Linked DNA regions of Triticum aestivum: region 1 is linked to region 2. The links are chromatin contacts, called in public Hi-C maps. All regions are on one chromosome and are shown on one strand. The core of a region is the stretch at or near the end of the contact, and the rest is flanking DNA. Distances in the headings are between cores, read along the strand shown. Region 1 has its middle 190 kb from the start of LOC123149104. Region 2 has its middle 110 kb from the start of LOC123154449.

The links. Hi-C and Micro-C count contacts between places; a contact is called where the count stands out from the background.
Region 1: a contact with region 2 is called in a Hi-C map of leaf, with 4 times the contacts expected there. The contact joins two enhancer-like sites. A contact is called at or near these places in 2 of 5 Hi-C or Micro-C datasets (both in leaf).

What each region holds. Positions count from the first base shown.
Region 1 is chr7A:667,209,084-667,214,479 of IWGSC CS RefSeq v2.1, forward strand. No RefSeq gene overlaps it. Among protein-coding and RNA genes, the nearest start is that of LOC123149104, 190 kb to the left of the region's middle. Within about 2 kb of position 3,013, at least 1 of the 8 cell types and tissues checked has an H3K27ac peak or open chromatin away from gene starts, as enhancers often do. A contact at or near this core is called in leaf, where this site is marked.
Region 2 is chr7A:666,480,656-666,486,462 of IWGSC CS RefSeq v2.1, forward strand. No RefSeq gene overlaps it. Among protein-coding and RNA genes, the nearest start is that of LOC123154449, 110 kb to the right of the region's middle. Within about 2 kb of position 4,031, at least 3 of the 8 cell types and tissues checked have an H3K27ac peak or open chromatin away from gene starts, as enhancers often do. A contact at or near this core is called in leaf, where this site is marked.

The DNA of each region.
Region 1 (5,396 bases), core at 1,763-4,262, 730 kb after region 2:
TAGTTCAATCTCGTCAACGGCAAGTCTCTTTACTCGTTCCGTAATGCGTCATCCCGTTATTAACTCATTAGTGACATTGCTTGCCAGGCTCATAGTGATGTGCATTACCGAGAGGGCCCAGAGATACCTCTCCGCCAATCGGAGTGACAAATCCTAATCTCAATCTATGCCAACTCAACAATCACCATCGGAGACACCTATAAAGCATCTTTATAATCACCTAGTTACGTTGTGACGTTTGATAGCACACTAAGTGTTCCTCCGGTATTCGGGAGTTGCATAATCTCATAGTCATAGGAACATATATAAATCATGAAGAAAGCAATAGCAATAAACTAAACGATCATAGTGCTAAGCTAACGGATTGGTCTAGTCCATCACATAATTCTCTAATAATGTGATCCCGTTCATCAAATGACAATACATGTCTATGGCTAGGAAACTTAACCATCTTTGATTAACGAGCTAGTCAAGTAGAGGCATACTAGGGACACTCTGTTTTTCTATGTATTCACACATGTACTATGTTTCGGTTAATACAATTCTAGCATGAAAATAATAAATCTTTATCATGATATAAGAAAATATAAATAACAACTTTATTATTGCCTCTAGGGCATATTTTCTTCAGCAATTTCATGTCTACCCTTCCCGATGCAACTTAACATTTTTTCATTGCAGGGCAGCGGGAGAGGCGGACATTTGCATGTCTAACACTATAGATGCAACTGCAAAAGTCACCCTTGACTGAAACTGCATGTCTACCAAATGACTACAACTGATATTTTGTTTTGTTGGTGGATGGCGGGAGAGGGGGACTTAAATGTTTGACACTAGGCATGCAAGTACAAGTGTTGCCCTCGACTACAACTACAAGTCTTCAATGCGACTGTAAATTTGTGGTGTTTTATCGGCGGAGTTGGGGCAGTTGAATGTCTGTCACTAGGCACACAATTGCATGTGTCGCCCCGACGGCAACTGCATATCTTCAATGCGACTGGAACTCTGTTGTTTTTGTGTGGGGAGTGGGGGTAGTTGCATGTCCGCCACTAGTCACGCAACCAAGTGTCGACCCTGGCTATAACTGCATATCCTCAATACAACTGTAACTTTGTGGTGTTTTATCGGAGGGATTGGGGAACTTGCATGTTTGCCACTACAGACGTAGCTGCATGTGTTGCCCCAAGACTGCAACTGTCAGGGAGAGTGACACCCGCCAATTGCCTGTCTGTCCCTCCACAGGCAACTCCATGCATCGTACCACTCGCATTCAACTAGGGGTATCTTATTGTTATTATTTATTTCCACATGAACATCTTTTTAAATACACGATGATTCTTTTTTCTAAATGCAAGTTAAAGTTTTATAAAAGACATGACTATTATTTTTTTGAAAACAAGTTAATGTTTTTTCAAACACACAATGAAAATTTCCAGATACAATTTGAACTTTTATTAAATAAAAAAGAACATGTTTAAATAATTTGAACTTTAAAAAATGCATGATGAACATTCCTTAATTGCAAGATAATATTTTTAAATGTGGGAACACTTTTTTTACATTTATCAAGGAACAACCAAAAAATGAACAAAAAATGAAACCACAACCACACTTTTTGCAGGAGAAAAACATCTTCCTGCTTTAGAAAAAAAAAGCATAGAGAGAAAATCGTTCTCTAATTTTTTTTTCTCCAAAAATATCTGGACACTTCTATTAGATCTCTACTTGTTTTTCATTGATTTTTTATGTTCAGACAAATCATAGGCTTTCTCTTGTTTGTGTATGATGCCAGCTCAGCCGCACTAGAGGCCAATAAGAGTCAAATAAAAAAAGAAAATCAATCTAGACACGTCCAGGCCATCAATGTGTAACACATCCGGCCCAAAAAGAAAAAGAGAGACAAACCAACGTACTCCCTCCATTCTTAAAAAAAAATGTATTTCCAACTTTATTGGATGCCAAACTATCTCAAAGTTTGACCGAATTTGTGCAAAAATATGTCATGCTTGTGAAACCAAATAGGTTTATGACAAAAATGTACTTTATTATGAATCTAATGCTACTAATTTGATGGCATAAATATTGGTCTATTATTGTATAAATACGGTCAAACATAAAAAAGTTTAACTTTCCAACTTTGGAATTACACTCTTTCAAGGATGGAGCGAGTATAACACTTCCAGGCCCAGAAAAGCTGCAGTCGGGTGGATAAAAAGGATTTCAGTTGATGACATCAGCCAACTGAGACTTGGTTAAGTCTCAGTCAATCCTAGTCGTTCCCTTATTATATTTTGCCTGAAAACAAAGATATAGTGGGACTTTGTATTGGTTCGCCATTTCTGAAGCTCTATGAACTGCGCCCGCTTTTTCCATCGACACCGGCAAATGCAGATGGATGGATCGCTCGATCACCGCGAGAGGGATTACGGCAGATGCCGCTAGCAAGGGGAGAGAGCTGGTGCTCATCACCCCGCGCGCGTGAAGGAAGCAAATGTGATTTGGTTTGAGACGACGTACAGCGGAGAGCTAACCTTGATGGCGGATTTGACCGGGGCTAGCTGTTGGGGATTTATGTCATCGCTACGCAGGCATCAGCAGAGCCCAACACGGAATCAATCCCGCTGTTTAGCAGCAGCTGAGCTCGCTGACCATAAATTCTGAACAGTGCCGCTGCCAGGATATGTGTTGGCAGGAGGAAATTAAGACGGCGGAAAATGGCAACGAACCAAGTTAGGGGCAAATCGAGCCAGACCATAGCAAATGTTAGGTTGATTTTCACGTACGATTTGACCTCCAATTGAAGGTTAGTATAGATCTCCAACCGTGTGTGCCTGAAAATACATATGTACGGCCCGTGATGGAACACAGTGGATGGGGACTGATTATCAACACAAATCTCCAAATTTGCCATCGATCAACATCAAGTATCGATAGCTGTTATCACGAAAGAGACGAGGAGGGTGACTGGTCAGATCAGCAAGCCCCAGATGCATCTAATGTATGCACAATTTGGAGTCCCGTCGCGTATCAGTTTCGAATAACGTCGCTCTCCGCCAAACAGTGCTTGTCATCAACTGTCCGATGCCTACATAATTTGGTTGCGGCGCACACTATCTTCATCACGCACCCCCGTATCCACACACACAGAGAAAAAACCTCCATAATAAGTTGATAAAAGCAAAACTCAAGATGAAGCAGCTCTAAATATACAGAATGTGGGGCATGCAATGTGCGTGAGACTGTAGCTCTGCACCAGGTGCAAACGACGACGAGTGCTGCTGCTTACACTTAGGGGCCATTTGGTTTCTATGTACTTTCTAGCCACACCTTGTCATGTCTTTCCTTATGCAAGTTTGATCAAGTTAGATAAGTGTTTACTCCTCCCGGCCGACCACATCCGGCTTGGACTCCTCCCGTGTCGTCCCTGCGCGGCGACCGGGGGAACCCTGGCGCCGCCCCGTCCTTGTTCCATCCCCGACCTCTCCTCCTCACCGCCGTCAGGACGCGCCGCCGGGCAAAGCTCGGTCGGCGTCGGCGGCGGCGGGATCTCTTCTGCCACGACTCGTTGGATCTGGCGCGGGCGGATCGCGGCGGTTGTTGCACGCGGGCTTGGGGGCGACGGCAGGGCTCACGCTCGCGGTTTCCCCTGGTGTGCGTGGGAGTCCGCTCGGGGCGCGCGGTGGCGGGCCTCGGCAAGCGATGGCGCTTCGGCGTGTGCAGGCGGCGGTGGTCCCTGTGCGCGGTCGGCGGCTCCGTCTCTGACCCGGACGGCGCGGGATGGTGGCGGCCCGGCGTGGCCGGCGATCTGGATGCGGTGGTGCCGGCGGCTCGCTGATCTGCCGGTGCTCCATGGTTCTGCCTGGTGGTGCTGGTGGTGACGGCGGCCCGTGCACAAGAGTTGGATCCCTTCGAACTGATCTGGGTGAAAACTTGCCTTCGGCGTCTGCTAAGGCCGGCGGTGGCGGCGCTATCTGCGTCGTTCCCTTCTTGAAGGCATCGTCGTGGAGAAGCTCAAGGCCACTCTTTGCTACCTCCGGGGGAAACCCTAGATCGGATGATCGGATGACGGCGGCGCTCTGGTGTCGTTCCTCCCTTGGGGGCGTCATTCTTGGAGGTACACACGTGATCGAGGGACCAGAGGACGGATTCTTTGGTGGAGCGGTGATTCATCCTACACTGATGGCGACGGATCTTGACGGCGTGGCGCAGTGCAGATTTGGAGTTCGTTGTGGGGGATGGACTCGCGCAGGAGGACGACGCTGTCGGGCGTCGTGGTGGCATCAATGGCAGAGAGACCTGGCATGGTACATGCAACAATACAGCTCTGAAGATGGATTGGTGGCAGGTGGCTGCGGCGGCCTTATACCCGGTAGGCGTTGTGGTTGAGGAGTGCGTCGGACTGGTAGGTGCCCTATACCAGGCAGGCGTCCTGGTTGGGACCTCAGGTCTTAGATATTTAGGTTTGGCTACAATGTCTGTTTGGTATTAGGTCCAGACTATCTGCACCCCTTCATCAATTGGATAGGTGTAGCAACAATTGTTGCTTAGACGGTGGCTTTATTCTTGCTGTTGTTTGGCTTTGTAAAGTCTTGTAAGAATAATTAATAAAGTGGTCGTATGCATCGCCCAGATGCAGAGACCGGGGGTCATCCTCCTTTTCTAAAAAAAGCTAAGTGCTTACTTAGCTTCAAAATTTTCACTAAAGTGGCTATGAATAGGTTAAACATAGTAGCTGACTATATTGTCTGGCCATCTCAAACGGCTTTCATGCAAAGAAGGAATATACTCGATGGCATAGTAATCCTGCATGAGACCGTCCATGAGATGTGTAATACAATATGATCGGGCTGCTAAAGTGTACATCTCGATTGATCTCATTGATTGGTACATATACAGGGTTATAAAACTTGTATCGCAAGTTCATCAAGTCGGTTTTAACCTTATTTGGTAACCAACTATATAAGATCAGTTACAACACGTGGTCGATCCGGTTGGGGATACATAGAATCATCTACCAAGATGCACTGAAAAAACATGAGTGGAGTCGTATTCAAAATCGACTTTGAAAAAGCTTATGACAAGGTCAAATTGTCTTTCCTTCAAGAGGCCCTAAGGATGAAAGGTTTCTCGGATAAATGGCGTTAGTGGATCCATAATTTTGTAACTGGAGGTAGTGTGGCCATCAAAGTCAATGATGACGTAGGCCATTACTTTCAGACAAAAAAAGTACTACGACAGGGTGACTCCATGTCCCCAATGTTACATAACATTGTCGCCGACATGTTGGCTATTCTGATTGAGCGCGCCAAGCAGGACGGCCGGATTGCAAGAGTAGTGCAACACCTTGTGGATGGTGGCCTCTCTATTCTGCAATACGCCGATGATACATTTTCTTT
Region 2 (5,807 bases), core at 2,781-5,280:
AATTATGAAGGAAGGGATAAGCCGGCTATAATGCAAGTCGTTCCTTGGAGTATCGGACGGATCCGCTACGGCTCCACCAGCTGCTAGGCACGCACCCATGCTAGCCTTCGCGGCTGATCCGTCTCCATTTCTCATATCGACCAAGGATCGCGCCGTCTCGAACTAGAATAGCCAAACAGGCGGGGTCACGGAGGGGTGGAGCGATCGACCGATTGTGTCTCATCTCAAGTAAACGAGTTTTGCTACACCCACATGTAATTACAAGGTGGAGGGAGTTAGGGAGTGATTTGACAGCATTTAATTGGACATTAATGAGGTGGCCGGCCCACCCTGAAATTCAGAGGAGGCATTTGGTTAGTGTGGAAGCAAGTTTGAGCTGAAATAAGTGTCATGCTTTTAGTTCCAAAATAACCGTCATGCTTTTAGTTCAAATTTGAGCTGAAAGCACGACAATTGTTTTGGAACAAGGGAATAAAAAGCTTACTTTTTTTAGAGAGAGTAAAAAGCTCTTGTAGGTCTAGCATTTTCCCAAGTAAACAAAGAAACAGCCGATGAGCCAAACCACATATCTTAGGTTAACGCAAGTAAACTGCAATTAGCCCATTAATCTATTGTATTAGTCCAGCTACTACTACACTAGTAGGCCTTCTCGTTTCATGAACTGAGTAAACGGAAGCCCATTCGGCCACTTCTGCCCAGGTAAACCATGGTGCAATGACAAATTTTTCCGTTGTGACATGGCCATCGCTAGCTTGCATGTAGCTAGTGAGCCCGGGCAAGTGCCCAGGCTAGCCGGGCGTTCGCTCCACCACTGCACAGGCGATTCTTTCCCCTCTATTCCATCAAAGCGCAAGGAGATGCAGCCCTCGCCACAGTGCGTGCACGGAAGCCATCCATCTATCCCTCAGGACCAAGCAAGACCTGGTCCAAACGGACGGACGTAGAGGCGAGCCATCCATCTGTCCGTCACCGTCAATCTGGGAGGTGAGCAATGGCCAGTCAGCCAGCCGGGGCAACCTCGTCAAACCTTCGGCGAGAACCTGGACGCCCATGTCGGGGCGGCGGGCGACACGGCGGACCTAGCCCCACGCGGCCACCGGCGACTCGCCCGCCCCGCTGCCTGCCTGCAGTCACCGATCACATCGCCATAAAAGCCTTTGGCAATACTACACGTTTGCCTGTCCAAAAGTGATCCCATTCTTTTAACGTTCAGTCAGTCGATGGATCGGCAGGGGAAAAGTGAGAAAAAGAAGTTGATTAGAGCGCGAGTATTCAACCCATGAGAGCACGGGGTTCCAGAGAAAGTGAGAGAGAGAGATACTCTGAGCTCAGCAGGAGCCAGGAGAGCAGGCAGATCCGTCCGTCGTCTACGACGAGTCCTCGTCGGTTTAGATCGCCATGCATGCAGCAGATATGCATATGGAGTGATGAGTCTGTGCCTGCAAGTGTAATAAGCAGCAGCACTCGCCGTCGTTTGCACCTGGTACAGAGCTACAGGCTGACGCTCTAATTACATGCTCCACTGTTCCAACTGAGTTAATTGTACAGAAGTACCACAATTGGGGCATTGGAAGCAGATTGGTACCAGGTTTGGTAATTTTTACGTGTCAGTACCAAGTCTGGGGCTAACCGTTACAAAAAGGTCTAAATCGCGTATAAACGCGTATTGACGGTGTATCTGACCGGCGGGGCCCGCCTGTCAGGTGCTGATGTGGCATGTTTTTTGCTGAAAACCCCTTTGCTTTAAATGCCCTCCCATCCCCATCCCCATTTAGATCCAATCGAAACAAAGAGGGCTACGATTCATCGCCGTCGCCGTCTCGAGACAACGACGCCGCCCCCCACAACGCATCCACAGTCGTCGCTGGCTCCCTCCTTCGCCGGCCCTGAGCTCCCCTGCGACCGCCGCCTCCCTCCGTCGCCCGTCTCCTCCAGTGCCCGTGTGCCCATCCGTCGCCGGGCCCTCCGCGCCGACCCGTCCCCGCCGGCTTTCTCCTGCCTGACGCCGATGACGAGGACACGAGCGGGAGCTGCGGCAGCGAGAAAAGAGGAAAAAGAGAGGGGAATGGAGGAGGGCTCACTGGGGAGCTCGAATCCGAGGTCAGGGAAGCCGGGGGCGGATCGTGGCGGTGGGAATCGGCGGCGGACGACGGTGACGCTAGGTGAGGATGGAGAGGAAGAGGAACCTCCTGGTGGCGCCCATGGAGCCGGGACAGAAGGAGGAGAAGAGGGAAGGCGTCAGGCTGGAGCCTGGAGCTACGGGAGGACATCCATGGCGGCTTGGCGTCGGGCTCCGGCGAGGTAGGGCGCTGGCGCGTCGCGGTCAACGGGAAGGCGGTGGCTCGATGCAGGGACTCCGGCGTCGAGGGACGAAGGGGAAGGACAGATCCGAGGTTCTCCAGCGCGGATTGGCCGGGAAACAAGGCGGCGCGTCGGGCTGGAGCTACGGGAGGCCATCAATGGTGGCTTGCCGTCGGGCTCCTGTCCAAAGGGGAAGAGAGGGAGCTCCGGGTGAGAGAGAGAGAAGAAAAAATGGAAGGAGGAAGAGAAGGAGAGAGGCAGGTTGCGGGGACGGCCTGGTCCTATTCCACGGTGATGGTGCTCCGGTGGCCGGCCGACGGCGAGGCGGGGCGGAGGCCGGGGCGGGGCGGGGCGGTGGTTACGAGAGCCGAAGGAGCTCGGGCTCGACGGGAGCCCCTCGATCCAGATCGGGCGCCATCGCGTGTGGTTTTTTTTTTGCAAATTACATGCCACGTCGGCACCCGACAGGTGTGCCCCGCTGGTCAGATACCCCGTCAATACGTGTTTATACGCGGTTTAGACCTTTTTGTAACGGTTAGCCCCAGACTTGGTACTGACACGTAAAAATTACCAAACTTGGTACCAATCTGCTTCCAATGCCCCAATTGTGGTACTTCCGTGCAATTAACTCATTCCAACTTGGTCCCATGGCGCAATCCTTATCGGCGGATGAGTGGATGGGGTGCGAGGGGTTCTGGGCGCGACATAGGAGACAGCTGCTCGTCCATGTCCGCATCCGCATCCATTGCCTGCGCCGCCGCCGCTTGCCTCTCTCGTTGCCGTAATCGCCGGTTCCTTCGGGCGGTGTTCTCCGACTTACACGACGAAGCCACGGACGGGACGCCGATGGACGAGGCGTATGCAGTTTCTGTCGCGGCGGTCGAGGACAGGCTGGACGACATCTAGGGCAGCGGTGAGGGTGGGAAGCAAGCATGGCATACGGCGAAGGCTCGGACGCGGGAAAAGTAGGAGGGAGGCGGGCGGAGGAGTTTGGTCGACTTTGTGCAATTTCTGGCGGGGTAGAACTGTTGAATCCGACGTGACAGACGCACCTGGATATGAGGGGTGTCGGTCAGCCTAAGGGCTTTGAGGCCAGTTTAAGGAGCCCGGCTGGGTCACTTTTTGTGATGGGTCAGTAATCATGCCGTCTGCCGGGTGTTTGAGATGGGTTTGGGACGCCCGACTGTAGATGCTCAGTCAGACTTAGCAAATATGACCCCCTAAACTCCCACGGATATGCCCGGTCAGTGACCGGGCATGTCCATTTTGAGCCCTAATTTGCACGTCCATGTAGCCACACTTCTTATTTTCTTCCTTATATGACCGAGCACTTGCACTTGATCGGTGAAGATGAAGAGAGAGAAAAAAAAGAATGAATATAGAAAGAAAGAACGTGGTTCGGGATAGGGTCGCGTCCTACGTAGGGGACTGGCCGGGCGAGTCCTCATATCCTTTCTATAGTTTTTTTTCGATATAAGGGTTTACGGATAGCTTGGACATATGGGGATGATATGAGCAGTCTGGTTGGGTCACTTTTTTCTTCTCTGATGTCCGGTCACTCACCGTGCACGTCTGCATGCGTATGAGAGAGGGTTTGAGATGTCCGGCTGTAGATGCTCTTATGGAGGCAGTTTTTTTTGGCATGCGAGTATGTAATGCTTTTTTTTTTCGATAATGTATGTCCGCAGTCCGCTGCAATTGAATATGTCGGCATCGCGCAACTGTTTGGCGGAGAGTGACAGGGACTCCAGAGTGTACATTTGTGTATACATTAGATGCATCTGGGGCTTGCTGATCTGACAAGTCACCATCGTCGTCTTTTTCGTGATAACAGCTATTGATATTTTGATGCTGATCGATGGGAACTGGTTTAGATTTGTCTTCATAATTAGTCAACATCCGTTCCGTGCACACCTGAACCATCTGCGTCTGGCCGTATATATGTATCAGGAACATATGGTTGGAGATGAAGAAAAAAGGGTATCATACCTGAAAATCTACCTAACCTTTCTGTGTGCATGTCTGGCTTTGATCTGCCCTAACTTGCTTCGTTGCCATGTTTCTTGCCAACATATCTTCACGACTTTTTGTGTATAATGAAGCCGCCAGCACTCCCGTGACAGCAAGCTGGAGCCGGCACTGTTCAGAATTTATGCCCACTCCTCGAGCCGTTGCGAACAGCGGTTTTATCAGCTCCGGTCAAATACGCCATGAAGGCTAGCAGCTAGCTCACCTCTGTACGTCGTCTCAAATCAAATCATATTTGATTCTCTCACAGGCGAGGGCAGGTACGCGCGCGGCCCGCCGGTGATGAACAGCAACAGCGGCGGCTCTGGCTGGATCCAGGCGATAAATGCGGTGTCTTCCTATTTCTTCTTCGGAGCCTCGCGCGCTCTTTCTGGCGAATCATGTCCCTGGGTACCAATGGTTGATGCGACGTGCGGGCGTCTGTCTGGCGAATCATTTGCCTTTTCTGGTGCCGTTCGAAAAAATCGGGGACATGGTTTGCGTTGCCGTTCCTTCTCCTGGAGCAGAACCTATCAGCCACTGAAAACAAATCTCGCCGTTCAGAAAAAAAAAGAGAAAGCAGGGTCCATTCCAGCCTAGCATACACGGTAAGACGAAATACAATGTTTTTTATTCACGTGCAGAAAAAAAACTCCAACATTTACCCTAGAAACAACTTGCTCATTTTCCAGAGATTTTGTTGACTATTTGTTTCGAAAAGGAGATTAAACCATGAGCCTTTGCATCAATGTGATGCACATCGAAAAGAAGAGTGCAAAAATAAAGACAACCACGACTGAACCATTACAAAATGTGAAAAACAAAATCTGCAATTAAGTCAAATTATTCCGCAACAACGCCATCAACTAGCAATTAATATTCTCGAGATGGTGTCATCGTGCCTGACTGAAGACGGCCTGGACAAAGATTCTCATCCTGGTTGCCAACACCAGCCAATAAAGACCGGTGCAATAGCAAGTAGACAACATCTTCATCAACGTAGTGGCACGAGTTCGTCGTTGTTGAGCCCGACTGATGAAGGTCAGGACAAGAGTTTTCCCCAGAATGAAGTGGCATTTCAATCAGCATCTTCAAGACGGATCATTTGATAATTGCATCCACCAGTACTCCACGTCAGACTTCAAGACACTAGCGGAATGGTGGGGCGTCCTCCCACCTTAACTCATTGCTACGGCCAACATGAGGCTGCCCACGATGCGGTCCAGATCGGGCTGCTGCCACTCCACACCAGAGAGAAACAAGCTACAACATCCATCATGATCCCGAGGGAGCTCCTCCGGTATCCTTCATGTAGACTATAATGTCTCGCACCGTTCCCTAGCCGTCGACCGTGTCTCGATGTCGATGGCTAGAGGTGTCACTGCGGGCACATCCCTTGTGTCTGACCTGCTGGCCGATAGAAGAGTCTTTGTTTCCACCGCATGGAGGAGCCGGCGACCCCCCTGAAGGTGGTAGCTGGTCTCGGCTGACGCACACAT